Regions from separate parts of the Ovis aries genome. Here region 2 is linked to region 1. The links are chromatin contacts, called in public Hi-C maps. All regions are on one chromosome and are shown on one strand. The core of a region is the stretch at or near the end of the contact, and the rest is flanking DNA. Distances in the headings are between cores, read along the strand shown. Region 1 has its middle 13 kb from the start of SFTPA1. Region 2 holds the start of MAT1A (methionine adenosyltransferase 1A).

What was found. A called contact is a pair of places that touch in the nucleus more often than the background predicts.
Region 2: a Hi-C map of liver shows a contact between it and region 1, with 1.7 times the contacts expected there. The contact joins the promoter of MAT1A here to the enhancer-like site in region 1. A contact is called at or near these places in 2 of 16 Hi-C or Micro-C datasets (liver and mixed tissues).

Annotation. Positions count from the first base shown.
Region 1 is chr25:34,713,655-34,720,527 of ARS-UI_Ramb_v3.0, reverse strand. No RefSeq gene overlaps it. Among named protein-coding and RNA genes, the nearest start is that of SFTPA1, 13 kb to the right of the region's middle. Within about 2 kb of position 1,962, at least 3 of the 54 cell types and tissues checked have an H3K27ac peak or open chromatin away from gene starts, as enhancers often do. A contact at or near this core is called in liver, where this site is marked.
Region 2 is chr25:34,761,415-34,768,306 of ARS-UI_Ramb_v3.0, reverse strand. MAT1A (methionine adenosyltransferase 1A) reads left to right here and starts at 4,988. Exons shown (of 9, transcript XM_042240794.2): 1 at 4,988-5,079. The coding sequence starts at 5,064. It overlaps DYDC1 (DPY30 domain containing 1), which reads left to right. Exons shown (of 8, transcript XM_060406558.1): 8 at 4,988-6,892. The coding sequence ends at 5,059.

The DNA of each region.
Region 1 (6,873 bases), core at 713-3,212:
TTCCACACCACACTGCATGGAGGTGGGCGGACCCAGGAAACCCCCGTTACTCGTGGAGACCTTGAGGCAAACCGAAATGGGTTAGGACCCAGAGTGGCTGACAGGTGGCTTCCCCAGCCTTCGGAGTCTGCCCCTCGTCCTCGCCTGGTTTCTTCTGCTTCCCCTTCTTGCGTGTTGTCTACAGTGTGCTTGGCATGAAGCAAGTGTTCAGGCAGTATTTGTCGATCGGTTCAGTGACTGAAGTCAAGTGAGGTGAGTGAGCCAAGGGGGTTGGTCAGCAGAGTTGGGAGTTTGGTCTGGGAGGTGGTGGTGGATGGAGGATTTGGGGCATGAGAGGGGACTGGAAGAAATAGCAACCCAGCAGTGGATGGCTGGGGTGAAAGGCTTGGAATGGGGGACTTTAAGAGAAATTTTCGCCAAATTTTCGACAAATTCCCCAGAGCTGATATGACTGGGGCACAGTATCGGGAACAATGATACAATAGCCAAGATACGGAAACAACCCGAGTCTGCCGATGGATGGATAAAGAGGATGCGCTTTATGTGTGCAGTGGAGTGTCATTCATGAACAAGAAGGAGACCTGCCATTTGCAGCAACATGGATGAAACTTTAGGGCATTAGGCTACATGAGATAAGTCGAAGAAAGGCAAACGGTATGATGTCACTTAGGTGTGGAATCTACAAAAGCCGACCGAGAGTAGAATGGTGGCTGTGAGTGGGTGAGACGGTGGGTAGATGGGGGAATGGGGAGATGTTAGCCAAAGGGTAGACACTTCCAGTTAAAAGTTCTGGGGAGCTGATATATAACAGTGATTATAGCTAATAGCACTGTATATACTTAAAATTGCTAAGCGTGTGGATCTTAAATATTCCCACCACAAAAAAGACATGATAATTGCATGACATGATGGAAGTGTTAGCTAATGCTCTGGTGGTAATCATTTTGCAGCATATTAAGTGTATTAAATCAGCTCTTTGTACACCTTAAGCGTATCTATGTCATAGGTCAATTATATCTCAGTAAGTCTGTGGGGAAAAAGCAGAGGGACAGACGCCCGGTTCCTGGACTCAGATCTACTGCCTTCTTACTGTGGCATCTTCGTGAAAGAGGTTTTGGGGAAATAAGAGAGGCTGTGCTCTGAGTTCGGCTCATATCAGCCTTCAGTTCAGTCCAGTCACTCAGTTGTGTCCGACTCTTTGCGACCCCATGAATCACAGCACGCCAGGCCTCCCTGTCCATCACCAACTCCTGGAGTTCACTCAGACTCACATCCATCGAGTCAGTGATGCCATCCAGCCATCAATGCAGAAAAATGTGGGTAGGGAAATAACTCCATGTAAGCAGAAACTAGCCAGAGGGAACCAGAGTTTGCAACCCCAGAAGTCTGCATCAAAGGTGCCATTGGACCTCCCTTTACGAGATGGGAGTCCAACAGACCCATTTGCTGTGACTGTCTCAAGACAATGTGAGCCTCAAAAGTCATAAGGGAAATAATTCACTATATCTCGTTTCATAAAAAATTTCTGTACATTGGAAAAACACAAAGATAAAACATAAGTAACAAATGGAAAATATTTGCAATGTCAAATTTAATGAACCAGAGATCAATAAGAAAGCAGCCAAAACCCCAGAGGTAAATGAACAAAATACAAGAACAGGAATAGACAGATGTCATTAAAGTAATGGAACAAACCACCAGAAATGAGTGTTGCTCAGCTGTACACATTTCAAGAAATAACTTTTAAAAAATGCAGTATTGGATCTTGGCCAAGAAATGGCTGGGGGGTGGGGTGGGGAAATATTCTTAAAATTCAGAGCTATCAAAGGCATAAGGAAGTACGCATTTCCAAATACAGTCCCTGTGACTTGTTCACAGACTTCCAAGAGAGTACTCAGTTCTTTTGTTCTTAACATTTAAATGCCATGTTTGTCTGGTTTGACCTCTGGGTCAGAGGTGCCATCAAGACAGGGAGGGAGTGCTTTGCTCCCTGAAATGTGGGTCAGGTGGCCATGCCCCATCCTGAGGACGACCAGGAAGGCAAGGTTGGTGTGTGCTGAATGGATCATGGTGGTAGTGGTAGGGTGGGCATGTGACTCTTCTTGGGAAACCCATGTCTATTCTTGCCTACCTAAGAGCAGGGTCCTCTCTTGTTGCCAAGGTTGAAGGGGCTCCCTCTAGGGTGTTTTGTGGAGTTCCAACAGGGTGGCCCTGGGACACTGGGGGCTAGAAGGAGCCCCTGTCCTCTACAAGCCAAGGCTGAAACTGCTGAGGCATTTGTGTAGCCTAAGAGGACTAATCAGATCCCCAAGTTACAGAGGAGGAAACAGGCTCAGGAGTGTGGGGCCACCTCTGAGGATCCTCACTCCATAAAGGGCTGACCCTGTCCCCAGGCAGGATAGGAACCACAGGTGTGGTGGCTGAGTCTCCTTCACTTCATTGCAAGAAGTGGCTGGATCATGTCCCACCCAGCACTGGGCCTCACCATGCTGCTCTGTAGGGTATGAGGACCCTCCAAGCTGTGTGTACTCTCCGGTAAGAGGGACAGCCATGGGCCCCTGGGGAGGAGTAGGGAACTCCCTTTCACTTACCCCTGGACCCTGTGGGCCACCCCACCACCACCTCCAGGGTCCCTGACCTCAACCACTGGCGCACACCTCCCTCCTCCTGACTGAAGGTTGGGTTGGGTGCAGTGGGGTAGGGGTCTCTTGATATTTGTGGGTGATGTAAAGCTGGTTGGCTTGTTCTGTTGGGCTGAGGGTTTCCTAGTCAGCTCTAGGGGGCAGCCCTGGCCAGGCTGACAGTGCTGCCTCCCCATCGCCTCCCCCAGGGCTGCGCCCCCTCCCAAGAGGCAGGCCCCTCCACCTCCCTCCACGCACCTCTGAAGAGCAGTGCCCCCCTCCTGTGGCCAAGATTGAGGGTCCTACCTAGGAACTTTCTCCCTAAAAAAAAAAAAAATGTGGTGGGGGGAGAAGGGAAGAAGGAAGATCACCTTTAATTAGCTCTGGTTTTGGCAACAAATATCCCGAGGTCATGAGCTCCACGGTATCTCACTTGTTTCTGTCTTACTTCTGTTTCTCTGCTTTTCTTATGTTTCATTTTCCATTTCTAACTTTCTGAGCTCCAGATAGATTCCAGTGGCTTCTAGATCCAAAATTTACCCCAGAGGCAGTTCTACAGTTTCCACATCATTTTCCGCTTCAACTTTTTCACTTGTTTCTAGTTTCTCTGACAGGCAATTACAGAAAATAATCTCTGTTACTTGTATTTTTCAAAATATTCTGAGGTTTTTGTTGTAGTCCAAAATGGTGAATTTTAATCTTATGTGATGACCTGATGTCATTAGCATGTAGATTTGCATCTATTTCACTTTGTTGTTTAAATGTTTTGAATTATGTAAATCAGATACTCCAATGGACAGTAATTTTAAGCTTTCCTTAGGGAAAGCTATAGACGAGAGAGAACAGTAATGTGTGAGTGGTCAGGCATGGCAGATGGTGGTTTCCTCCCTCCCCTTCTCTTCCTTCCCTCCTGCCTCACTCCCTCTCTCCCCCTCCTAACCATCCCTTCCTTTTTCCTATCTTTTTTTCCTTCCCTCCCTCCTATCCACAGAGGGTCTCCAACAAGATGAACCCAAACAGACTTACACCAAGATATTTAAATTTAAAAAGTTAAAGAGAATTTTATTTTTTTTTATTTTTTTTATTTTTTAAATTTTAAAATCTTTAATTCTTACATGCATTCCCAAACATGAACCCCCCTCCCACCTCCCTCCCCATAACATCTTTCTGGGTCATCCCCAAGAGAATTTTAAAGGCAGCAAGAGAAGAACCAGTCCACATATAAGGAAACCCTTGTAAGACTGTCAGCCGATTTTTCTGCAGAAATTTTGCAGGCCAGACAGGATCTCTTGTAACTTAATATAAAAACAAACGAATAATTAAGAAATGGGCAGAAGACCTGAATAGATATTTTTTTTCTAAAGAAAACATTCAGATGGCCAACAGTCACATGAAAAGATGCTCAACATCACTAAACATTAGGAGATGCAAATCATAACTACAATGAGATGTAATAAACCTGTCATAATGGCTGTAATCAAAAAGAGAATAAATAGGGAGTTACCTGGTGGTCTAGTGGTTAGGACTGTTATTCCCATCTCTCAAGAATTTCTACAGTTTGTTGTGACCCACATAGTCTAAATCTTTAGTGTAGACAATGAAGCAGAAGTAGATGTTTTTCTGGAATACCCTTGATTTCTCCATGATCCGTGTTGGCAATTTAATCTCTGGTTCTTCTACCTTTTGGAAACCAGCTTGCACATCTAGAAGTTCTCAGTTCATGCTGCTGAAGCCTAGCTTGAAGGATTTGAGCATAACCTTGCTAACATGTGAAATGAGCGCAATTGCATGGTAGTTTTAACATTCTTTGACATCGGAATGAAAACTGACTGTACAAAAAGGTCTTAATGACCCAGATAACCATGATGGTATGGTCACTCACTTAGAGCCAGACATCCTTGAATGTGAAGGCAAGTGGGCCTTAGGAAGCATTACTATGAAAAAAAGCTAGTGGAGGTGACAGAATTCCAGCTGAGCTATTTCAAATCCTAAAAGATGTTAAAGTGCAGCACTCAATACATCAGCAAATTGGAAAACTCAGCAGTGGCCACAGAACCGGAAAAGGTCAGTTTTCATTCCAATCCCAAAGCAAGGCAGTGCCAAAGAACTACCATATGATCCAACAATTCCACTCATGGGTATTTCCCTGAAGAAAATAAAAACACGAATTCAAAAAGATATATGCATCTTAATGTTCAGAGCTGGGGCTTCCCAGGTGGCGCTAGTGGTAAAGAACCCACCTGCCCTGGGTCTGGAAGATCCCTTGGAGGAGGAAATGGCAACCCACTCCACTATTCCTGCCTGGAGAATCCTATGGACAGAGGAGCCTGGTGGGCTACAGTCCATAGGGTCACGAAGTGTCGAACACGACTGAAGCAACTTAGCAGGCTAGCATGCACGTTCACAGCTGCATTATTTACAGTAGCGAAGATATGGGGCAAACTAAGTGTCCATCAGCAGACAAACGGACAAAGAAGACGTATATATTTCACGAAATGTGAAGTGAAGTGTTAGTCAGTTGTGCCTGCCTCTTTGTGACACCATGAACTGCAGCCTACCATACTCCTCTGTCCATGGGATTTTCCAGGTAAGAATACTGGAGTGGGTGGCCATTTCCTTCTCCAGGGGATCTTCCCAACCTAAGGATCGAACCTGGGTCTCCTGCACTGCAGGCAGATTCTTTACCGACTAAGCTTATTCAATCATAAAAAGAATGGAATTCTGCCATTTACAACAGCATGGATGGACCTGAAGAGTATTAAGCTTAATGAAACAAAGACAAATACTGTATGTCGTCACTCAGATCTAAAATCTGATAAAATGCGGTATAACAAGGAAACAGACTTATAGAGGACAAACTAGTAGAGAAGGAGGGAGGGGCAAGAGATTAAGAGGTAAAAACTATGTTTCAACAGGTGACAAGGGGATATAGCCAATATTTATATTAATTTTAAATGGGAATTATTTGTTCTAGTTCTGTGAAAAATGTGGCTGGTAGCTTGATAGGGATTGCATTGAATTTGTAAATTGCTTTGGGTAGTATACTCATTTTCACTATATTGATTCTTCCAATCCATGAACATGGTATATTTCTCCATCTATTAGTGTCCTCTTTGATTTCTTTCATCAGTGTTTTATAGTTTTCTATATATAGGTCTTTAGTTTCTTTAGGTAGATATATTCCTAAGTATTTTATTCTTTTCGTTGCAATGGTGAATGGAATTGTTTCCTTAATTTCTTTTTCTACTTTCTCATTATTCGTGTATAGGAATGCAAGGGATTTCTGTGTGTTGATTTTATATCCTGCAACTTTACTATATTCATTGATTAGCTCTAGTAATTTTCTGGTGGAGTCTTTAGGGTTTTCCATGTAGAGGATCATGTCATCTGCAAACAGTGACAGTTTTACTTCTTCTTTTCCAATTTGGATTCCTTTTATTTCTTTTTCTGCTCTGATTGCTGTGGCCAAAACTTCCAGAACTATGTTGAATAGTAGCGGTGAAAGTGGACACCCTTGTCTTGTTCCTGACTTTAGGGGAAATGCTTTCAATTTTTCACCATTGAGGATAATGTTTGCTGTGGGTTTGTCATGGAAATACAAAAAACCTCGAATAGCCAAAGCAATCTTGAGAAAGAAGAATGGAACTGGAGGAATCAACTTGCCTGACTTCAGGCTCTACTACAAAGCCACAGTCATCAAGACAGTATGGTACTGGCACAAAGACAGACATATAGATCAATGGAACAAAATAGAAAGCCCAGAGATAAATCCACACACATATGGACACCTTATCTTTGACAGAGGAGGCAAGAATATACAATGGAGTAAAGACAATCTCTTTAACAAGTGGTGCTGGGAAAACTGGTCAACCACTTGTAAAAGAATGAAACTAGATCACTTTCTAACACCCCACACAAAAATAAACTCAAAATGGATTAAAGATCTAAATGTAAGATCAGAAACTATAAAACTCCTAGAGGAGAACATAGGCAAAACACTCTCAGACATAAATCACAGCAGGATCCTCTATGATCCACCTCCCAGAATTCTGGAAATAAAAGCAAAAATAAACAAATGGGATCTAATTAAAATTAAAAGCTTCTGCACAACAAAGGAAAATATAAGCAAGGTGAAAAGACAGCCTTCTGAATGGGAGAAAATAATAGCAAATGAAGCAACTGACAAACAACTAATCTCAAAAATATACAAGCAACTTATGCAGCTCAATTCCAGAAAAATAAACGACCCAAT
Region 2 (6,892 bases), core at 3,739-6,238, 45 kb before region 1:
CTGGTTCTGGAAACTTCAAATAAATGGAATATATGGCCTGGCTTCTGTCACCTCCATCATGTTTTCAAAGTTCATCTAAGTTGTACCATATATCAGTACATTTTTTGTCACTGAATGATAACTTACTGCTTCGATATATACCACACCTACCCATTTGTCAGTTCATAGACACTAGGGTGATTTCTGCCTTTGGGCTCTTGTGAATAATGTTGCTATCAACTTGTGTATTCAAACTTGTATGTGGACATGTGTTTTCAGTTTTTCTGAGTATATACCTCGGAGTGAGTCATACAGTAATTCCATGTTGAAGTTTTTGAGGAACCTCCAAGCTACTTTCCACTGCAGCTACACCATGTCACATTCCTACCAACAATGTATCATCCCCACTTACACTTGGTATTTACCATTTTCTTTTTGTGTGTGTGGCTATCCTAATGGGTGTGAAGTCATGTGTCATGGTGGTTTGGTTTGTATTTCCGTAATTACTAATAACTAAGCATCTTTACATGTGCTTGTTGGTCATATTTATGTCTTTGGAGAGATGTTCTTTCAAGTCCTTTGCCTGTTTTTATTTTGTTATTTTTATTTTTTGTAGTTTTAAGGTTTTTGGGTTTTTTTTTTTTAAGAAAAATATATTCTCTGGATTCTAGACACTTATTGGTTATATAATTTGCAAATATTTTCTCCCATTCTCTCGCTCTCCTGATGGCGTCTTTTAATCCTCCAAAGATTCCATTTTCAAAAAGTCCAGTTCATCCATTTTTTCTTTTGTTGCTTGTGCTTTTGATGTCATGTCTAAGAAATTATTGCCAAATCCAAGGTCATAAAGGTTTACACCCATGGTTTCTTTGAAAAGTTTCATAATTTTAACTTTTATTTAGATATTTAATCCATTTCAAATTAATCTCATATATAATACGAAGTAAAGGTCCAACTTCCTTCTTTTGCGTTTGCCTATTCCGTCATCCCAGCACCGTTCATTGAAGAGACTGTTCTTTCTCCATCGAAAAGTCTTGGCACTCTGTTGAAATCAGTTAAGATAATATATATGTATGGGTTTACATACATTGCGGACTCTCCATGCTATTCAATCAATCTATATTACTGTTTTTATCCCAGTAATACCCTCTTTTGACTATTGTAGCTTTGTAATTTTTATGAGTTTTGAAATTGAAAAGTGTGAGCCCTCCAACTTTGTTCTTTTTCAATGTTTTGGCTATTAGGCCCCCTTGAAATTGCATATGAATTTTAGGATTGTCTTTTTCATTTTTGTAAGGGAGTACATTGGGATTTTGATGGGGATTTCATTGAATCCTTAGACAGGTTTGGGATATATGGCCATCTTAACAGTGTTAAGTCTTCCAATTCACAAACACAAGATGTTTTTCTATTTAAGTTTTCTTTATTTCTGTCAAAAATGTTTTGTATTTTTCAGCACACAGGTCTTGCTCCTTCTTGGTTACATTTATTCCTAAGCATTATTAATGCTATTATAAATGAAATTATTTTATTAATCTCTCTTTTACATTGTTCATTACTTATATACTGAAATGCAGTTGGTTTTGTTTATTGGTCTTATATCCTGAAATTTTGTTGAATTTATTTATTAGCTCTAGTAGTTTTTTTGTTTTTGTGATTGCTTAGAATTTTTTATACACAAGATCATGTCATTTACAAAGAGAGATAATTTTACTTCTTCCTTTCCAATTTGTGTACCTTTTAATTCTTTTTTTATTCCCTTAATTGCTCTGGCCAGAACTTTCAGTATAACATTGAATAGAAGTGTTGAAAGTGGGCATCCTTGTTTTGTTCCTGATTTTAGGGGGAAAGCTTTCCATTTTTCACAAGTAAATATTTTGTGACTGGGGTATTTTAGAGTTTTTTTTTTTTAATCAATTGAAAAATTCCATGTATTCATGATGTGTTGAATGTTTTTATCATGATATGATCCTTTTTATGTTTTTCTAGGGCCAATTTACTAGGAATTAGTTAAGGATATTTGTATCCATATTCAAAGCAGATACTGGTCTCTAGTTTTCTTATGTTGTCCTTAGCTTTGGTATATGTTTAATACTGGTTTCATAGACTAAGCAAGGAAGCATTCCTTTCTCTTTTGTTCTCGGAAGAGTTTATGAAGGATTAGTATTGATAATTCTTTAATTGGTAGAATTTTTTTAATTGATAGAATTCACCCATAAAGCCTTCTAGACCTATTCTTTTCTTCGTTGGAAGCTATTGATTACTAATTCATTCTCTTTACTGCCAGTATTTCTGTTTCTTTTTGAGTCAGTTTTTATAGTTTATGTCTTTCTAGGAGTCTGTTCATTTCACCTACGTTATCTAATTTGGCATAGAATTAACATACAATCCTTATAATCCTTTATGGGGTGCATATATCTTTTTGAGTTAGTGTATTAATTTTCTTTGATAAATACCCAGAAGTGGAATTGCTGGATCATATAGTTTCACTTTATTTTTTTGAGGAACCCTGTACTATTTTTCATAGTGGCTACATCAATTTACAATTCCCCAAAGAGTGTACTTGGGGCTCCTTTTCTTTTCATCCTCACCAATACTTGCTATTTCTTGTGTTTTTTTGATAGAAGTCCTTCTAGTGGGTATGAAGTGCTATCTCTTTGTGGTTTTTATTTGCATTCCATGATGATTAGTAATGTTGAGCACCTTTTCACGTTAGCCATCTGCGTGTCTTTGAAAAAGTTATCTATTTGGATTGCCTGCCTATTAAAAAAATTTTTTTGATATTGAATTGTATGAATTCTTAGCAGATATATGATTTTTCAAATATTCTTTCCCATTTGGTAGGTTGCCTTTTCATTTTGTTGATGGTTTCTTTTGCTGTGCAGAAGCGTTTTAGTTTGACTTAGTCTCACTTGTTTATTTCTGGTCTTGTTGCCTTTGGTTTGATGTCAAATTTAAAAAATAATCACCAAGAATGATGTCAAAAAGCTTACCACCTATGTTCTCTTCTAGGAGTTTTATGATTTAGGGTCTTTAATAATTTTGAGTTAATTTTTGTGAATGGTGTAAGCTAGTGGTTTCATTCTTTTGCATGTGGCTATCCAATTTTTCCAACACTGTTTATTGAAGACACTGTCCTTTAAAAGAAATATATTAATAAATAATACTCTGGTTTAGAATAATGCCTACTTAATTTTATTTATTAAGAAGCAGAAACTGCTTCTACATAGCTCTACTTTCTTCCTCCTCTTTTGTGCTATCATTGTCATAGAAATAACACTTTCAAATTTGTATGCCCATTAACACAGACTTTTAATTGTTGCTTTTAAATAATATAGGAGAAAAAGTTACAAACAAAAAATACATAATTATGGGTATCAATGTTCATTATTTCTTCATGGGAATTCAAATTACTGTCCAGTTTCACTTCTGCCTGAAGAATTCTCTTTAGTATTTCTTGCAGAGCAAGTCTGCTAGCAATGAATTCTGTTAGCTTTGTTTTAATTTCTCATTTATTTCTGAAGGATGGTTTTGTTGGATATAGAGTTATTATCAGTGTTTCCTTTCAGCACTTTGAATATGTAATCCCACTGCCTTCTATCCTCCAAGGTTTCTGATGAGGAATTAGCTGTTAATTTCGTTGAGCATCCCTTGTATGTGATAAGCTGCTTCTCTGTTGCTGCTCCCAAGATTCAGTCCTTATTTTTGGATAGATTGATTATGATTTCCCTCAATATGCATCTCTTTGAGTTTATCCTACTTGGAGTACACTGGGGCTTCTTGGATTTGTGGTTTAATATTTTCTATAAAATTTGGGAAGTTTGGGACCATTATTTCTTCAAATATTATTTTAGCTTCTTTTTCTTTCTGCAACTCATTTATGCACATGTTGGTATAATTGATGGTGTTCTATTTGTCTTTCAGGCTTTGTTATTGCATATTTTTTTTCTTTGTTTGTCTCAGAGTGAATAATGTCAATTGACCTATCTCCATAATGTTGATTTATTCTTCTACCAGCTCAACTCTGCTATTGCATTCCTCATATGAATTTTTCATTCTAGTCACTGTTTTTCAACTCCAGAATTTCTAAGTTTTCTTTAGTTTTTATGGTTTATTTTAGCACTTTGAACAAATTTAAAATAGTTGATTTAAGGTTTTGTCTAATAAATCCCATGCTTGACTTTTCCTTAGGGACAATTTCTAATAATCTTTTTTTTTTTCTGAATATGGGCCATACTTTCTTGTTTCTTTGCATACCTTGCAATTTTTTGAAAAGTGGGGATTTCAAAACATATGTATTAACAATTCTGGAAAACAGATTCTACCCTCACCACAGAATTTACTATTGCTATTTGTTCTTGTTATTTGTTTGTTTAGTAACTTTTCTGAATTTATTTTATCATGTCTGTATGTATTGTCATATGTGGTCACTGAAGTCTGCTTGGGTTGCTTAGTCAGCCTTTGATTTGACAGAGGTTTCTTTAGATGTTTGAAACCGATAAATCTTCCAGACTTTGTTGTGGCGTACATGCAATGCTTAGGTATGTAGTTTATAGCTCTGCTTTAATCTTCACTTTCTGATTGTGTTGAGCCTCCTCCAGTTCAGCCAGAGATGAGAGCTTAGGGTCGTCTTGGGTCTTTCTTAACTGTATATATAGCCTTAGGCATGCAACCCAGCAGCCATGTCATTTTCTAGCAATATTGCAGAACTTTTAATAGTCCCCTACGGAATCTCATTCTTAAGCTTTTTGACTTAAGGTTTTGGTCATCTTGTTCTTTGTCCCAGTCATTATCACTGTATCAGTCAGCCATGATGTTAAAAAAAAGTTGGTGCTGATTTTTTGTTTGCATAGGTGAACTTCGAGTCATGTCAAATAGAGTTTTTTCAAGTGGGATTTTCCATGGAACTTCCAGGAAAGTCAAATAATGACTATTTTCTGGGGATTGGCCTTTAGATAAGTTCCATCCTGATTCTGCCTTTATTTATTTATTTATTTTTGGCTAATAGGTCACTGATTTTCACCATGGTTTCAACATGAAAGCTCTGTTGATTTTCAAGACTACCATAGACTTGGGATAGGGGAATGGGAATAGAGAAAGGTAAGTAGCCACAAGGTTCATGCTATTCTTGAGATTCAGCTATTTTTCTTGAATGAATATTCCCTGAATTTTTTGCCAGTCTTTGGTTAATTTTGAGTTCTGAAAAAGTTGGTTTTGACAGTTTATACCAGCATTATTACTGTTTTTATGGAGAAGAGGGTTTTGGGAGATATTTTTAGAGATCTTTATTTTTGGAAATCATTATTTTACCTTTATTTTAAAATTGTTTAGTTTTGTTCTTAGGCATCCTAGTGAGATAAGGCCAAATGGCGCATTTCTTTCTAACATTAAATGAAATCTATAATCATCTATCATGTAAATGATATGAGATGTAAGCCTTTGAATTTTGTATATAAATGTTTTTTGGATTTTGACATTTGCCTTTGAAGCAGTTTTCTACTGCTTATAAAACTGTAAGTTGACAGTTTTTTCTCTTTCAGTATTTTAAGGATGATTTCTTGCTCTCTTCTCATTGCTTTGTTTTTGGTAAGAGACCTAACGTCACCCTTAGGTGTTCTTATGTAATATGTCTATTTTCTCTGATTTTAATAGTTTATCTTTATTACTGGTTTTGAACAATTTGATTTTGATATGCCTTGGTGTACTTTACTTCATATTTTGTATGCCTTAGGTTTATTTGAGTTTCTTGGCTTAGGTTTTTATTAAATTTGGAAAAAGTTTTAGTCTTTATTTCTTAAGTATTTCTTTACTATTTTCTCTCTAGGGTGAACTGAGCTCACTGATGTTGTAATTCCCTTCTTTTTGTTTTTTTGCCTCTCCATGTTTCATTTTTGAAAGTTTCTGTTGCTAAAGATTTTTTTCTCTGCGATATCTACTGTTAATCCTGTCTGGTATATTTAGCATTTATATTTATTATTTTTATAATATCATCCATCCTCTACTTAATATGTTCATTCTTTCCTCTTGCTTATAAAATGTATAGGAGACAATTGGAAAGTTTGCATTAATGTTTCTGGTTACTAATTCTGTCATTGCATTGGGGCAATTTTGATTTATTTTTTCCTTATTATAGGTTATTTTTCTTCTTTGCTTGGTAACTTTTTATGTGAATTTTGTCTTCTTGAATGTTGCGCATTTTTATTCCTAAAGTAAATATTTTCGAGCTTTTCTCCTAGGTGTAATTAAGTTACTTGGAAATAGTTTGATATCTTTTCAGGTCTTAGTTTTAAGAAGCTTTGTGAATTGGGACCAAGAGAGCATTCCGTCTTGGGCTAATTTTGCCCTGCAACTAAGGCAATAGTCTTGAACGTATGCTACCCGATGCTAGTGAGTTATGAGGAGTCCCACTTTGGCTGTGGGAAGATCAATTATTTTATTATATTTTTGAAATGACTTTATTTTTTCCAATTAAAATCTATTATTTTAGAGAATTATTTATTTTATTTTAAAATTTTATTGGCATATAGTTGATTTACAGTTTGTGTTAGTTTTAGGTGTACAGTCAAGTGATTCAGCTTTACATAGACATATATTCATTCTTTTCCAGATTCTTTTTGCATGTAGTAAAACCACTTTGTTGATGTGTGATTGACAGGAAGAGAACTTCTTCCTGAGTCTTTTTGAGCCATGCTGTCTAATCATTTCAGGCGGTTCCTTCTTTAGCTTTGTGTCATTTCCTCATACACAGGCATTTATTACCCAGCTGAAGACTCGAAGTGGACCCTCTGTAGGTTTCTCTGTGCTTTCAGTTCCTTTTCCTTCAGTCAAGGAGTCACCAGGCTTCATATACTTCCCCCTCCCTCACTGTAGTAGAGAACACTTTTTTCTCTCATTTCGTGATTACTGTCCCTTG